2 separate regions of the Danio rerio genome follow, and region 1 is linked to region 2. Evidence: chromatin contacts called from public HiChIP or PLAC-seq data. All regions are on one chromosome and are shown on one strand. The core of a region is the stretch at or near the end of the contact, and the rest is flanking DNA. Distances in the headings are between cores, read along the strand shown. Region 1 holds the start of naa15b (N-alpha-acetyltransferase 15, NatA auxiliary subunit b). Region 2 holds the start of vwa10.2 (von Willebrand factor A domain containing 10, tandem duplicate 2).

Evidence for each region. HiChIP or PLAC-seq counts read pairs in DNA pulled down with a chosen protein or histone mark.
Region 1: a contact with region 2 is called in an H3K4me3 HiChIP or PLAC-seq map of gastrula embryo, with 2.7 times the contacts expected there. The contact joins the promoter of naa15b here to the promoter of vwa10.2 in region 2. A contact is called at or near these places in 2 of 4 datasets of contacts at active chromatin or transcription factors (embryo and gastrula embryo).

What each region holds. Positions count from the first base shown.
Region 1 is chr1:43,711,980-43,719,246 of GRCz12tu, reverse strand. It overlaps naa15b (N-alpha-acetyltransferase 15, NatA auxiliary subunit b), which reads right to left and starts at 4,632. Exons shown (of 20, transcript NM_203321.2): 1 at 4,413-4,632. The coding sequence starts at 4,466.
Region 2 is chr1:43,407,412-43,414,868 of GRCz12tu, reverse strand. vwa10.2 (von Willebrand factor A domain containing 10, tandem duplicate 2) reads right to left here and starts at 5,855. Exons shown (of 16, transcript XM_680202.10): 1 at 5,452-5,855; 2 at 5,047-5,263; 3 at 2,595-2,885; 4 at 1,983-2,076. The coding sequence starts at 5,244. It overlaps vwa10.1 (von Willebrand factor A domain containing 10, tandem duplicate 1), which reads right to left. Exons shown (of 16, transcript XM_073952944.1): 16 at 5,901-6,650. The coding sequence ends at 6,273.

The DNA of each region.
Region 1 (7,267 bases), core at 3,383-5,882, 310 kb before region 2:
AGATCACTAACATCACCTCATTCTGTCAGCAAATCTGCAATCTGCTCTTCTCCATTCAATAACACACTACTGAATCAGTGAGTTCACTTCAGATCAATCCAGTGCATCCTATAAACCATAGACTTCCAACTTAAACAATTAAAATCACATGCCAAGCCAACAATTCTGTGCAAGTACAACAGGATAATAAAGCACAAGCTACTCTTTTTAAAACACAACTTCAAGTTATATTAAACAATTTTGTATTAAAACAGGTTTTGAACAAAACATTCCACTATCAGTCAAAGAGAAGGTTTTTTATTTTTTTTTTATTTTTTTTTTTATTTCGTAACTTTAATTTGAAAATACATGATTAACCTTCCAAAATAAGTTTAACATTTTAGCTAGACAGTGAAAAATAATTCTGATAACATGCCAGTCAGACTCAGCATTGAAGTGCATTTACTAATTTGCTTGTTGGTTTTTTGAAAACATATAATATAGTAAATGTTGTTGTTGTTGTTGATTTTTAAATAATAAACCCAAACTATGAAAGCACTGAAATTTAAATTTTAGGCAGATACAGAAAATTCTGGACACATGACTGAAAATCGAAAGTACTTTTATAATAATTATTTTACTAAGTAAGTATATTGATTACTAAAAAAGTAGTTTTCTAAGACTTAATTTAAACTTAAATTATAATGATTTAAAAACAACAAAATAAACACTTTTTATTTTAAAAAGTAATTTTACTAGCGTTGCCATGACAGTAAAGTATCTTGTCAGTGCGTAATTTTAAGCCGACTTTGCTTCTCCAGTGAGCATGTGTAGTTCATGCATAGACAAGTATACATGTACATCAGCAGAATATTGAGTTACTGAAATGAATGGGCTTCATAGCGCAGTGCTTTCTGTGTCCACTTTGAAAGCTGCTTTACGCCATGCAGTAACAACAGCTTTAAGCATAATAAAACCAGTGATGCAATACAGCATAGGCTTTTTTCAGCTGTTATTTTTGGACAGTTCTATCTTTTGTCCAAAAAAACAGAAATAACATTTTTAATGCCAGAAATGCCACTTATCATTCATGTTCTTCATTTAAATGCATTATACTGTCAATTGACACAGCTCGTTGATAATTGTATTTTTGCCATTGTTGTAAGTGTATTAAAAAAGTTATGCTTTTACCTCTGTAACATACATTACATGCAACCAAAAACAAATAAAACATTTTAAAAAATTGGGGGGAAAATTTTATTTGATATCTATAGAATGCATCATTTCATGAGCTCACTCTACACACAGAAGGGACACAAACACAGAAACATGTTTTTAGTGCTGCTGTCCCACACCAAAATCAGTACAACTGCTTTACTATAGTATAATAACAGCACCCTTTTTGAAACGGTTAAAAGTATAACTTTTCTATTATAACTTATACTTGTGCAGACTTATGAACATTTAAGATGAATTTCATAAGGGCTGGGGACACGTTACTACTCCTCTGCAAAAAAAGAAGAGAACAACAACACAGAATGAAACTGAGGTACAACAGTTTGTATAAGGAACTCAAAATATCTTTAATACTCTAACATTAGAAAGCAGAGAATTAGAAAGCAACTCTGCATGCAGATGATCTTGAATACTTTAGACAGTGCAGACCCAGAGGTCTAAGATTGTTGGAAAGCATTCCAAACAATAGCAATCTAACATCTGCTGGCAGAATCAACAACTGACCACTGGAAACAGCATCTTTCCACATGAACCACCGACAATGCAATCATGCAGGACAATAAAGCAAAGTAAATTTAAATCTAGTATTTTGAGGATGTCTGTCTTAAGGCTTTACTCTCATTCAAATTCTGTTTTTTTTTTTTTTTAACAAAAATTCACATTTTTTTTTAAATCAGAATTTTTTAGAGGTTTTCACCTTTAGTATGACAGGATCATGAAGATTTACAGACAGGAAAGTGTGGGGAGCAAAAAGGAATGATCGGCAAAGTACCTTGAGCCAGGAATCGAACTCGTGTCGCCGTGAGTGCCTTGGTGCTGTGTGTCTATGCACTAACCCCAAGGCTGTTAACAGTGACATAATTTAAATTCTTAAACTGTATAAAAAATTATTTTAAAAAAAAGCAGCTGCCAGAATTCAAGAATGAGACTGGAGGATTAGTCTTGTGGAGGGAACAAAAACACAATGCTTTAAAGTTGACCAATAAATGAGTGCGAAATCTAAATCATATAGTTATCCAAGTTCATAATGTATTATTTGTATTGTATTTTTTTTTTATAAAACTTTTAGTATATACACACACAAGAGATAATTAGCAGACAAAATTAACAGAAAAATAGATTAAAATGTTATTGTACATTTAATGGCATGTGTTATGCTTTAAAATAATAGTGTATTATTACATAGTTCTTATACACCATTAGCTTTTAAAATCTACATCAGACTGGTTCAGTTTATAATGCAAACAAATATAGAAATAGGATCTACAGCACAAGCCTTTGAGAATGAATGTACAACTTTTAACACAAAACCAATGTGTTAAATTTGATGTGCAAATTAAACTTTACTAGAGCTCCAACCAAGTGCACAAAGATGTTTCAATACTTTCAAAATAAACAAATAACTATCTTTTAAACTCTTTCCATTACTGAAAAGGTATTTATTCAGTACACAAATTAAAAACTAACTATTTTTTCAAGCTTTTCTAAAAACTGCCTTTGACTTCAAACCTGCGGTACAAACCGATTTGTCAAATTTTGCATCTTTTAACCTCTGAATATTATCTTTTGCAAAATAAAGAGATGCATTTTTGGCTTTTAAACTGTTTGAAGTCACATATACCAACTCAAATGACTGGCCACATTAGACTCTACTATAGTACTTAATCTACAGAGCTCAGCATAATTGAGTACACCCCATTATTATTTTTGTATATTTCTCAGTCAATATAGGCAATGTATTTTGGTGCATTTAAACAAAACAGATTTATTAAACAAATATATTTATTAAAATTATATTTAAGTCACCGAATTTATATTTAGAAATTGAAAAATAATACAATTAAATTCAAGCAAAATATTTCAAAAAATAAATTACAACCTACAAAATTTCAACTAAATGTTTCCTTTTTTGTTTTGCTTTTTCCCCACGCTTTTTAAAAATTCTGCTTAATATTTTTCTATAACATAAATTCGGGTGTGCTCGTTTTTGGACTGATATCATAAGTTATTTTGTTAGATAAGTTCCAGATTTGGCTTTGTTACTGACTAATCTAATGTATATGCAAACATACAATATTGTATAGCTTCCTATTAAAAATATAAAGATAGCTTTGTGAGGAGTTTATTTGCATATGATGAGCACTGTATTTAAAGTAAACTTGTCAAAGTCAAAGTCAGCTTTACTGTCAATTCAGCCACATGTACAGGACATTTAGAGAATCGAAATTACGTTACTCTCAGATCCTAGGTGCCTAACATATAATATTAATATAAAAAAGTAGTTTTAAGAAAAAGAAATTTTACAATATATATTATTGTACATAAAATGTAGTCTAAAAATATACATAAGGAATAAAAAATTGTAAACAATACAATAACATTAAGGGTATATGGCAAATGAGTGCAAACCAGAGTTGTGCAGATAAAGAACAGAACACTTTATGATAAAAGAAAATGGTTCAAACAAGTGTCATGAAATATAAAGTAGGAAGTCAAAATGCACAACTACACTCATGAGTCAAGGATCCAAAACCTTTACAAGAAAGCAGAACAACATCCCTAAAAACGAAAAGGCTACATGCTTTCACGACGAACTGTCAAGTGTTTGTAGTTTTGAAGTTGAGCATCACTCAACTTTCAGCCTTTCCCTCAAAAGCAAACAACACAAACACTACGAACATGTTGAGCACATCTTACATTAACAAAGAACACACTAAAGCTCACTCAATAGTAAATCAGAATATTGTGTTCACTACGAAAGTCTTAAAAAGTGGTTTGCTGGATGAACAGGCCATAATGAGGCTGACTTCAGTCAGTGACATGCAACATGATTCACCCTCACTCCTTGATCATACATAAACTGAATAAAACCCTCAATTAAATTAAGCAAAATCAAATAACATAAACAATTCCCTAAGTTACAACCCCTGTTCGCCTTCGCCCTTCCACTGACAACCTCTTTCCGACAGCATTGTGTCTGTATGTTTAGCTACATTAGCACACTGACAGCTAGCAGCTAACAAGCTAAACGCTAACCTCCATTTAACAAAAATACACTCTTGATGGCTGAGTTTAGCACAATAAAAAGCAGTGGATCTGCAGAAGCATTAACTTTAGCTCTCTTTAACGCCAATGACAGCAGCTCGCGGGCTGTATTTGTGGGATGGATGTGGCTGTGGTGGAGCATTAGCACTCACCAGGATCCTCTTGAACAGAGCGTTTTCTTTGGGAGGCAAAGTGACTGTCGGCATCCTGTTCACTCTCTATTTCAGCACATGTGAAGCGAGTGCAGGTTTGAGAAGCAGCGTCTTGCCCGGTTATCACTCCCTTGTTCTCGGAGTCCTCGCTCGGCTCGATTTAGCGCCCGTGTCGGACTAATTAACCCAGCCCTCACGTGGTGACAGAAAAGCCCCCTTTGAGCCCAAAATGGCCGATGCGGCGCTTCTCCTCCGGGTCAAGCTGCTCCGGTGCTCGTCGCCTCGCGGACAGCAGGGGGCGCGTCATTTGTAGGTCAACTCTTTTTTTTTTACTACTGTTATGAATATGTAAGAAACAATGCCAAGAGAAATACACTCACAATATGCGATTAACACAGTGCAAAGTATAATTAGTTACCAAAATGAATCAAATTGATTTATTCATGGGTGATACGGTGGCACAGTGAATAGCACCATCGCCTCACAGCAAGAAGGTCGCTGGTTCGAGCCTTGGTTGGGTCAAATGGCATTTCTGTGTGGAGTTTGCACGTTCTCCCAGTGTTTGCGTTGTTTAGGCTAAATTGTCCGTAGTGTATGTGTGTGAATGAGTGTGTATGGATGTTTTCCAATGATGGGTTGCAGCTGGAAGGGCATCCGCTGTGTAAAACATATGCTGGATAAGTTGGCGGTTCATTCCACTGTGGCAACTTCGGCTTAATAAAGGGACCGAAAAGAAAATGAATGAATGAATGAATGATTTATTCATTGATTTATTAATTTATATAAATCCCATATACAATTTCCAGTAGTATCTGGATGCAGACTTGCACACGCAGTCTCAGCCATCCAGTCTCAGACATATGCACTTCATTTTAAAATACTAAATACAATTTACCCAGTACAATCTTTATATAGTATATTAAAATGTAGGACATCTGTAGTTTTTTCAATCCAGATAAAGAGAACCTTTGTCTTTTATTTATTTAATGCAACATTGTATGTTAAACAGTTGCTGGAAGGATCTAGCCAAATATATTTTTAAAATGGCAAAACTTAGTTATTATTTTACATTAAAAGATATTATTTTTTATTATGAAAACATATCCAACAAAAGTCTTGAATATATAATCTTGCCATTTTGTTGGCCAAATTTTACATACACAAACAGAAATTTGCTAAATCATCTCCCCCATGAACAGTTTTTTATATCTATTTAGTTTCTTTATTTCTACTGCGAAATTGTTGAAAAGCAAAAAATCTAAGAAATGTATAAATTATTATAAGTTTTTTTATTCCCCTGTTAATTCTTAAAATCATTGGATGTAGAAATGCTTTACATTTTATGTGTATTTAATTTTTTTTTTTTTGTTTATTTTTTACCATTGCTATATTAGCTTTTTTATGTTCGCCTTTTATTTTATGTTGTGTTGTATGTATGTTTGTGATGGTTTGTGCAATAAAAAAATGCACTCAATTGAGCCAGTGACCTCACTGTAAGGGGTAGGGTTAGGGGTTGGGTTGGGTTGGGTATATGCATTAAAAGCATTGCATGCAGTCTCAGCTTGCATCTGCACCCATCTGCAGCCAGACCCTTCAAATATAATACACCTTTACATGTAATGGGATGTGAATACAACAGATAACGTGAGTTGCATTGTTTTAATTAACTTTTAATTTGATATTTAGTAGGTTCTCCTTTAATGGCAATTACAGCAGCACACCATTCAAGCATATTATCAATTTACATAATTCAAGAGAAGTTGAGAACATCAATGTTATCCTATGCTTTAACAGAGTTAAACTGCAACTACAGTAAAATGATTACTGTTAAATAAATTAGTAAATTTCCCCTTTATGTACTGTGCAGTTACTATGTATCTTATATAAGCAGTTTTCAAAAATTTCACTTCTTTTTTTTTTATTGTGTTTTTTGGAGCTTATTTTTTGCTGACTGAATATGCTGAGCTACAGTTTGTCAGGTTGTAGAATGTTTGAGAAGTGACATGCTGTAGTCTCTTGATTGTTAGTGTTTGTTGGTGTATTGTGAATTTGCCTTTAAAAGCTCATAATCACATCACAGTTGCTTTTCTTGCGGAACATCAAAAATTATTCAAACCAGAGCAATTACTTATCATCAATTTATCGATTCTCCCTAACTCTTTTCATGCAGTCTTTTTAAAACAAAAATCATTTTCATTTTATTATTTAATTAATTCAGCTTCTAACCCTTTTGTTTTTTTTTTATCTCAGTTTTGCAAACTCTGGTGTATTGTAGTGTTTCATGTATTTGCTTTTATTGATAACAAACAAACAAGTACATTTCTCACATTTTCATTCCATGTATCAGTTGCAAACAAGTTCAAATCAAGGTAAAAAAAAAAAAAGTCAATTCAAAAGTGATCAGAAAATAATACCTAAAATAGGTCATCTAGACTTTTTAAATCTAGATCTATTCATTTGTTATTAAAATGTCATGTTTACCATTCCTGAGTCAGGTGTAAGTCCTTTAACAAGGTTTGTTATGGAAACATTCAAACCACCTGGGCTTTATTAATGTATTTTTGTAATACATACATATACTTTTCTATATTATATTTCTGTAACATCATTTACATAAACAATTATGTGTATATGGGCAACACGCTGGCTCAGTGGTTAGCACTGTTTGTGTGTTCTCCCTGTGTTAGCATGTGCTTCCTCTGGGTGCTCTTGTTTCACTCACAGTCCAAAGACATGTGCTATAGGTGAATTGAATAAACTAAATTGGTCAAAGTGTATGTGTGTGAATGTGAGTGTGTATGAGTGTCTTACAGTACTGGGTTGCAGCTGCAGGACATCCACTGTGTAAGACATGC
Region 2 (7,457 bases), core at 4,606-7,105:
GAAAAGAGCAAGCTCTCCCCTGTGCAGAGCATCTTTTATCTCGGGATGGAGCTGGACTCAATCTCCATGATGGGCTGATGCTGGCCTGTCTGAAACAATTCAGGAATGGTCCCATTGAAACCATTTCAGAGGCTCCTGGGGCAAATGGCATCCGCAGCAGCTGTCACACTGTTTAGATTCCTTCATATAAGACCAATTCAGCACTGGCTTCACGATCGTGTCCCCAGATGGGCATGGCACACAGGCGCGCACCGAGTGACCATCAGCCTGCTGTGTCACCAGACCCTCAGTTCCTGGATGGACCTTGCCTTTCTAAGGGCCGGAGTGTCCTTAGATGAAGTGTCCAAGCATGTTGAAGAGCAAATCCATGTTGACATGATGCATCCAGTACGGGCTAGGGGGCCGTGTGCAACAAGCACGTAGCTGCCGGTTTGTGGATGGGATCCCAGTAGCATTGGCATATCAATTGCCTTGAGTTGTTGGCAGTGTTTTTCACTTTCTGCCGGTTCCGACTGGTGCTGGAGCAACAACATGTGCTGGTCAGGATGGACAGCAAAGTGACGTGGCATATATCAACTTTACGGGTGTTGCACGCTTTTGACGCATGTCTCGGCTCACTCACAATCTGCTCCTTTGTAGTCACATGTGGCTGAAATTGCTGCATGCTGTTCATATACCGGCTGAGCTCAACCATGCAGCCGATGCATTCTTACTGCAGCTTATGCTCCCAGGAGAATGATGACTCCACCTTGATGTGGTTCAGTTGATATAGGAGCGCTTTGGGGAAGCCCAGGTCGACCTGTTTGCATGATGGGCTCAGCTACTGTGGCCTTTTCCATACACTCTCTCAAAGTATCCTTATAGACACAGGTTGGAGTTCCCGATCTGAAGGGGAACATCCTGGTTACTTGGTTTCCTCCGGGTGCTCTGGTTTCGCCAAAGCAACACAGGCTCATTCTAACACCGTAGTCCAGTGGACGTTTCTGGAGACCGCAATTATGTAGCTGGAGGTACGTATGGCTGTATTTCATTTTTTTAAACGAACATTACGGGGCGGTATGAGGCCATTGCTTTTCGCGCTTACCAGCTGACCGCTTACTTCCGTGTGGAGGGCTTTCCGGTTTGTCCAGTTAGCTTGTTATGTACGTCAATGGACTTGAGATGCAGAGAGGAGTTGACCACGACGATAACGGGGTTCAAGTACGGTGAAGAGCAGTTCCAGAAGTCAGGTAAGACAAAAACAGAGTTTAAAAAATAAAATGAACAAGTAAACAACAGTGTGATAAAATGTGGTAAAATCGGAAAAAGTTGCTAAAAACCAGACAAGGGGTTTTCGTTTTCTGGATAGCTTTTGTAAATCGTTGGTTGAGTTTTGGAGAGTGGGTGGGCGGGTCAATTGCTAAAATAGGTTGGGTTTAAGGAAGGAGGAGGGTGGGTCAGTCAGTCAGTCAGACAGACCGTCAGTCAGTCAACAGCAACCACTGGTGGGTCTATGCGAGAACATCGGGCGCAAACGACACTCGTGAGAGAAATTTGACATATGAAAAAGGGCACACAGCAGCCTCTCATTGAATCATGAAAACTAAAATTGCAAAAATACGTACCTTCCGGAACGTATATCGCAGTCTACATAAACGTCAATAGGACTACTACATTTTTAGAATGAGCCTGGATTGATCCAAAGACTTGCGCGATAGGTGAATTGGGTAAGTTAAAATTGTCTGTAGTGTATGTGTGTGGATGAGAGTGTATGGGTGTTCTGGAAGGGCATCCACTGCGTTAAACATATGCTGGATAAGTTGGCGGTTCATTCTGCTGTGGCGACCCTAGATTAAAAAAGAGACTAAGCTGAAAAGAAAATTAATGGAAAATGTTTGAAATGTACCTGCAATTCTGGAACGAGTTGTATAGTATTATTTAAATGAAAAAAAAAAAACACAAGAAATGACTTTTCATAAAAAATACTTTTATTTTCACTTCACCTGCTACATTGTCGAGAGGAAGCTCAGGTTTGATCAGGGTGCTGAATGGAGCAGAATTTCCAAGTTCCACCCAGTTACTGTGACTATAGAAATCCTGAACACAAACATTACTCGATGACCAGCAATATAATTTTATCACATAAATGAATCAATGAATCATTAATGATAATTCCTCTACAAGTGCATCACTTGTACTCTTTGTTATGTCCCAAATTTCAAATTTGGGATAAAAGTAGGCATCTTAAAATGCCTGTGCGCCAAACATTGACCACAAGGAGTCACTATAATAAAGTTTTTGTGGTCCCTTTGTGCTCAAATCTAGAATCTAGCAAAACTGTCACATGCACTGTGCTGTAAAGTAAATATAAGCAGCCCCAAAATAATAAAACGTTTAAAAAACTTTTTTCACTAAAGTACTTTCCTTCAAACCACTCTTTATATTTACCTATTTGTCAACAACAACAAAAACATTTTTTACAATTTTGTTTTCTTTAACATTGTTTGGAAAAAAATGTTTAGACAAAATAGTATGATGTCAAATATAAATATAAATGTTTGGAATAGGATGGAATACTTATTTTCTTACAATACCATGATGTCCATTCAACATACCTGTAGAGTATGGCACAGAGCCCCCAGTGTAATACGGGCAGAGATGTAGCTCCCCTGCTTCGCACTGGCCTTTACTGAAGATACAGCACTGGTGATGAGGTCTCGGCCCTCACTAAAAGACTCATCATCAAAGTGACGTGCTGCACTCAATAGAAACAAACCATCTATAGCTGCATTGCTCATATAAGTCATGGAAATAGCTGAATAAAAACTGAGAGAAGAGAGAGTTGAAGATGAAGCAGATGATGAGCAGGCCTTTTGGACAGCAGATGAAGTCAATCCATTGTTTATCTAGAGATGAAATATATATTATATTATATTATATTATATTATATTATATTATATTATATTATATTATATTGCTTGATCTGACAAAACAGGAACATCAGATCTAAATCCAAAGGATTCACAGACAGAACCTTGAAAAAATGGTCAGTAAAAAACACAGTCAGAATAAAAACTAAAATCACATGCATGAAATTAACATAAACCCACAGAAAGGGAAACTAGTAATGATAAAATATTAGACATTTTAAACAGAATTAAACAAGTGACTGACATTACAATGACAATTAATCAAATATACATGAGGAAAGCAAATGAAGATATTTTCACTGTAATTATTATCAAGAACTCGAACACACACCAGGACAGTAAGTTTTTTTATGTTTTTTATGCTCATCAAGCATGCATTTAGTTGCAAAATATATATATATACTATCTATTTGAAGATATAGTATAATTGAAGATATAATATCATTGAATTTAATCCTGTGATTAGAAGTTGAATTTGTAAACGGTAGTGTAATACTACATAAGCTTTTTATTTTAAAGAATTTTTTATTTTTCTCTTTTTTATTTCTTTCTCTTAATCAAAAACACTTCCTCAACTGTTAATAATTGATTATAATATTTGCCTACACTCTCAGAAATAAAGGTACGCGAGCTGTCACTGGGGTGGTCCCTTTTCAAAAGGTACACATTTGTACTTGAAGGGTCCATATTGGTACCTTAAAAGTATATATATTAGTACCTAAATTTTTTGTATTGTTTAGGTACTAATATAGCAGGTTTGTACCTTTCGAAAAGGTACCACCCAGTGATTTAAAGGAACTAATTACAAATACTCAAAATACTGTAACTGAGTAGTTTTTTCTCAGAAATAATTGTAATTTACTAAGTATTTTTTAAACATGTGTACTTTTACTTTCCCTTGAGTACATTTTTAGTGCTGTATCGGTTATTTTACTTCCCTTCAACTTGCAGTCACTTCTTTATTTCTTGTCTATGGGGATTAGAAAAATAAGTCCTGTGATTCCTGTCCAATCAAATCGCACATAGAAGGTAAATCACATCATGATGAACCACCTCATTATGGGCAATTTATAATAGCAGCAAATATAATAGTTACAGTCCAAATAGTAATATAATAGTCCAAAATCTTTACATGCATTGACCCAGAGACTGTTTAGATGCATGTCACTGATGAGAAGATGACAAATGTTTACTGGACGACCGAAATGGCCTTAAACAACCAGCAGGCACAAGACGTCAACGTGACGTTAGATTGAAGTTATACCACAACGTCATGGGGACGTTGCATTTTGTTTGGAAATGAAAATCGGGTTGATGTCACAACTCAATGTCAGGCTGACGTCATTGTCCAATGTCCAACTTAAAGCCAACCGAATATCAACATCTGATGATGTGACAGCTTGACGTTGTGGTTGCAGCGACTTTAGATGGCTAGCGATGGTTTTGGGAAACGCAACCCTGGTCAGCAGAAGTAATTAAAATACATTTTAAATCTCATATTAAAAATGTTATTCTAAAACAGCCTCCACAACTTGAGATTCTATGCATGCGCTGAAGCTCACGCTGTGTAAAGCTTTGCGCAGATTCCTGTATTTAAACGTAGGTACAGTATTTAAACTTATTTTTGTCTCGAAATCCTAGCGTTCTGAATTTTATTTTATTTTACAATTGATGAATCATGTTGCAAGGAAACCATAGCCTGTTTTGTGTTTACACAGTGGTCATGATGTAACTACAAAACAAACATCAAGGTCATTCCAGACCTGCTGTAAACGAATTCCCTGCCACCTGACTTTTCTGACAGACTTTCTTTCTCTGTCAAGTCGAGTAACATTATTAGAATAACAGCAGTTAGTCTATTGTAGTTTATAAAGGGACTATTGTCAGCATTCTTTTTCTGGTTTAAATCAAGTCTGTGTGCAGCCTAACTGTTATTATTATTATTATATTTATAAATATCCAGCAGGTTTAAAAGACATTTGAGGTATGACTGTTATGTTGTTAAACTATTTTCAAAAAGTGCACCTACAAGTAATGCTAATCACACCTTGTTTTTTACTCTTTCTGACAAATCTGAATGGCTAATTACTACCATATAATTATCATTGTTTGGTTCATGGCCATGAATTTTTCTTACAGGCAGTGTGAAGTCTCGCCCCTGGGCAATGGCGATGTCCCGGCACACTTCTGCAGTCTTGCGGAGCATGGCGAACTGAGTGATGTCTCGATGAGTGAAGGAGCCCGCAGAAAACAGAGGTTTGAATCCTGCCACCTCATTAAGATTGAACCCGATCCCCCAGAAGAGAAAAATAGCCACAGCAAGCCCTGCAACCATCTTTCCACAACTGTAGGTGCTATGGAAAAATGCAGTTATAAAATTAAACAGCCTAAAGAAATTCTTTATGAAACAAACAAAAAATATGAACAATTAACTTTTAAACAGTTGAATTAGGCTATTTAATTTACACACAAAACATTACAGAACACAGTCACCGCAAATGTCATACACAAAAACAGCCGAATTAGCGAATTTCCTGATTACCTTGTTGCAGATTTTCTGTGTGCTCTGAAACTGATGCACAGATTCTGTCTGTATATTTATACCCTTTAGCACATGCCCCGAATGCCAGTTTTACACCTTATTTTGTTATGTAAATTAGGGATTACATAAAATGATTATCCTTAGATGTGCGTGTGACTCAGAAAGAATGACATTATAAATGAGTACTTCCTTACTATTTTGGGTGTGTCAAACTGTAGGGTGTACACCTATTGTTTGATAGTGATTTGCTCAACTGGATTTAACTAGTCTCTTTTTTCCTTTTCAACACTAATTAACAGCTAAAGATGGTATCAAATACCTGCACCTGATATGCAGCCAAAATTCTTGAAAAAAAAAAAGTCTCATGTCTAATTCATAAACATGCCTGAATGCATTTATAGCATGTTTCTTGGTATGTTTTAGCTATATATAAGTGGTAGATCGAGATCACAAGTGTACAGGTAATTTTATTGATTCAGTGCTCCAAAACTGTCTTAAGACTTAAAACTTACAGTATAACCAACAGAAGAGAAACCTCAGAGCAAAAGAACGGGCTGAATAAGAAGAAAGAACAAGGTGATATTAGCTTACACAATTTCAGATGCCCCTTAAGTGAACTTTGTCTTTAATAAACTTGCAAAGAAAATCAGACTAACCGACAAAACTAACCCCAAACACACCTGCTCATACAATACAGAAAGTGAAGGTGCAATATTTACAGTAACCTTTTTTTCCTTCGATATATACTGTGTATACTGAGCACACAACTGATAACTCAAAACAAGATATGAGTGTACATTACTGGTTAGGCTGAATTTAATTTAGAGTCCAATAACATAGGAAATGAAAAAGCAGAAAACGGAAAGACAGATAGAAAGCGAGTAATGTCCACTGAAAACAGCACTGGCTGTGGAGACGGTGAGTCTCAGCGTGGCGTAATTCAGGTCAGTGGATCCTGGAGCTTCTGCTTCAATGGTGAGTGTGACGTCTGTCCCTGACTCTGTGTCAGATGGTGTGATCAGTGTGATGTTTCCTTGAGCGCTTCCTCCCGCTGCAACTAGCAGAGAGCTGGAGACAGACACACTGAAGCCCTGGTTGGTCCGAGCTCGGATTATGTAGTTTCCACCTGTAGCATTGGCGGCCACTGTAAAGCTGATATTCAGTGGTACTCCGGGCTGTGTGACATTCTGTGATTGGGCCTGTGTGGAGGTATAGATATGATAATTCTATGTTAATTATCTAACTCGTTGTGTTTTTTAACTATGATGAACAACTAAAGGCATAAAGTACAAATATTTCCATATTTTGTCATTTTCCCCATTTATTTATGCTTTTAAATTGTAATTTGGTACCTTGATCTTTCCGACAACACAGTTTGATGTTGAAAAGTTCGAAAAAAGATTATTTTATAGACATTTTTAATAGTTTGAAGTGTTCACATGGACTGCGGATTCACTATCATTCAAACAACAACAAAAACCCCATCTCTTCGAAGATCACCTGAAGGTCTTTGAACACAACTAGGACCTCCTCTCTCTCACCTCACCACATGACAACCCAAACTAAGTGTGCCTCACACAGGTGAGTGGGCTTGACAAACCACCTGTAGAAAACACGTTCTTTCATCCCTCTGACACTTTACCCGACACTTGCACCAGATTTGCCCATTTGAACCAGACACGTTCTTACAAAGAATTTATGAAGAACGCTTCACACAGGTGAGTGGGCTTGAAAAACCACCTGTAGAAACACTCTTTACTCTATCTCAAAAAACACTCTACCTAACTTTATCAACATGATGTCAGATTGACGTTGTACCCCAATGTTGTGGAACGTTGCAGTTCAGGTGGAAATAAAAATCGGGTTGATGTCAGAACCCAACATTAGACAAATGTCAGTGTCCGAAGATTTCAGTCACTTTCCAGTGCAACCTTAATACAACTAAATATCAACGTCTTAAGGCTGATTTATACTTCTGCATCAAGGAATCGGCATAATCGTCTGCT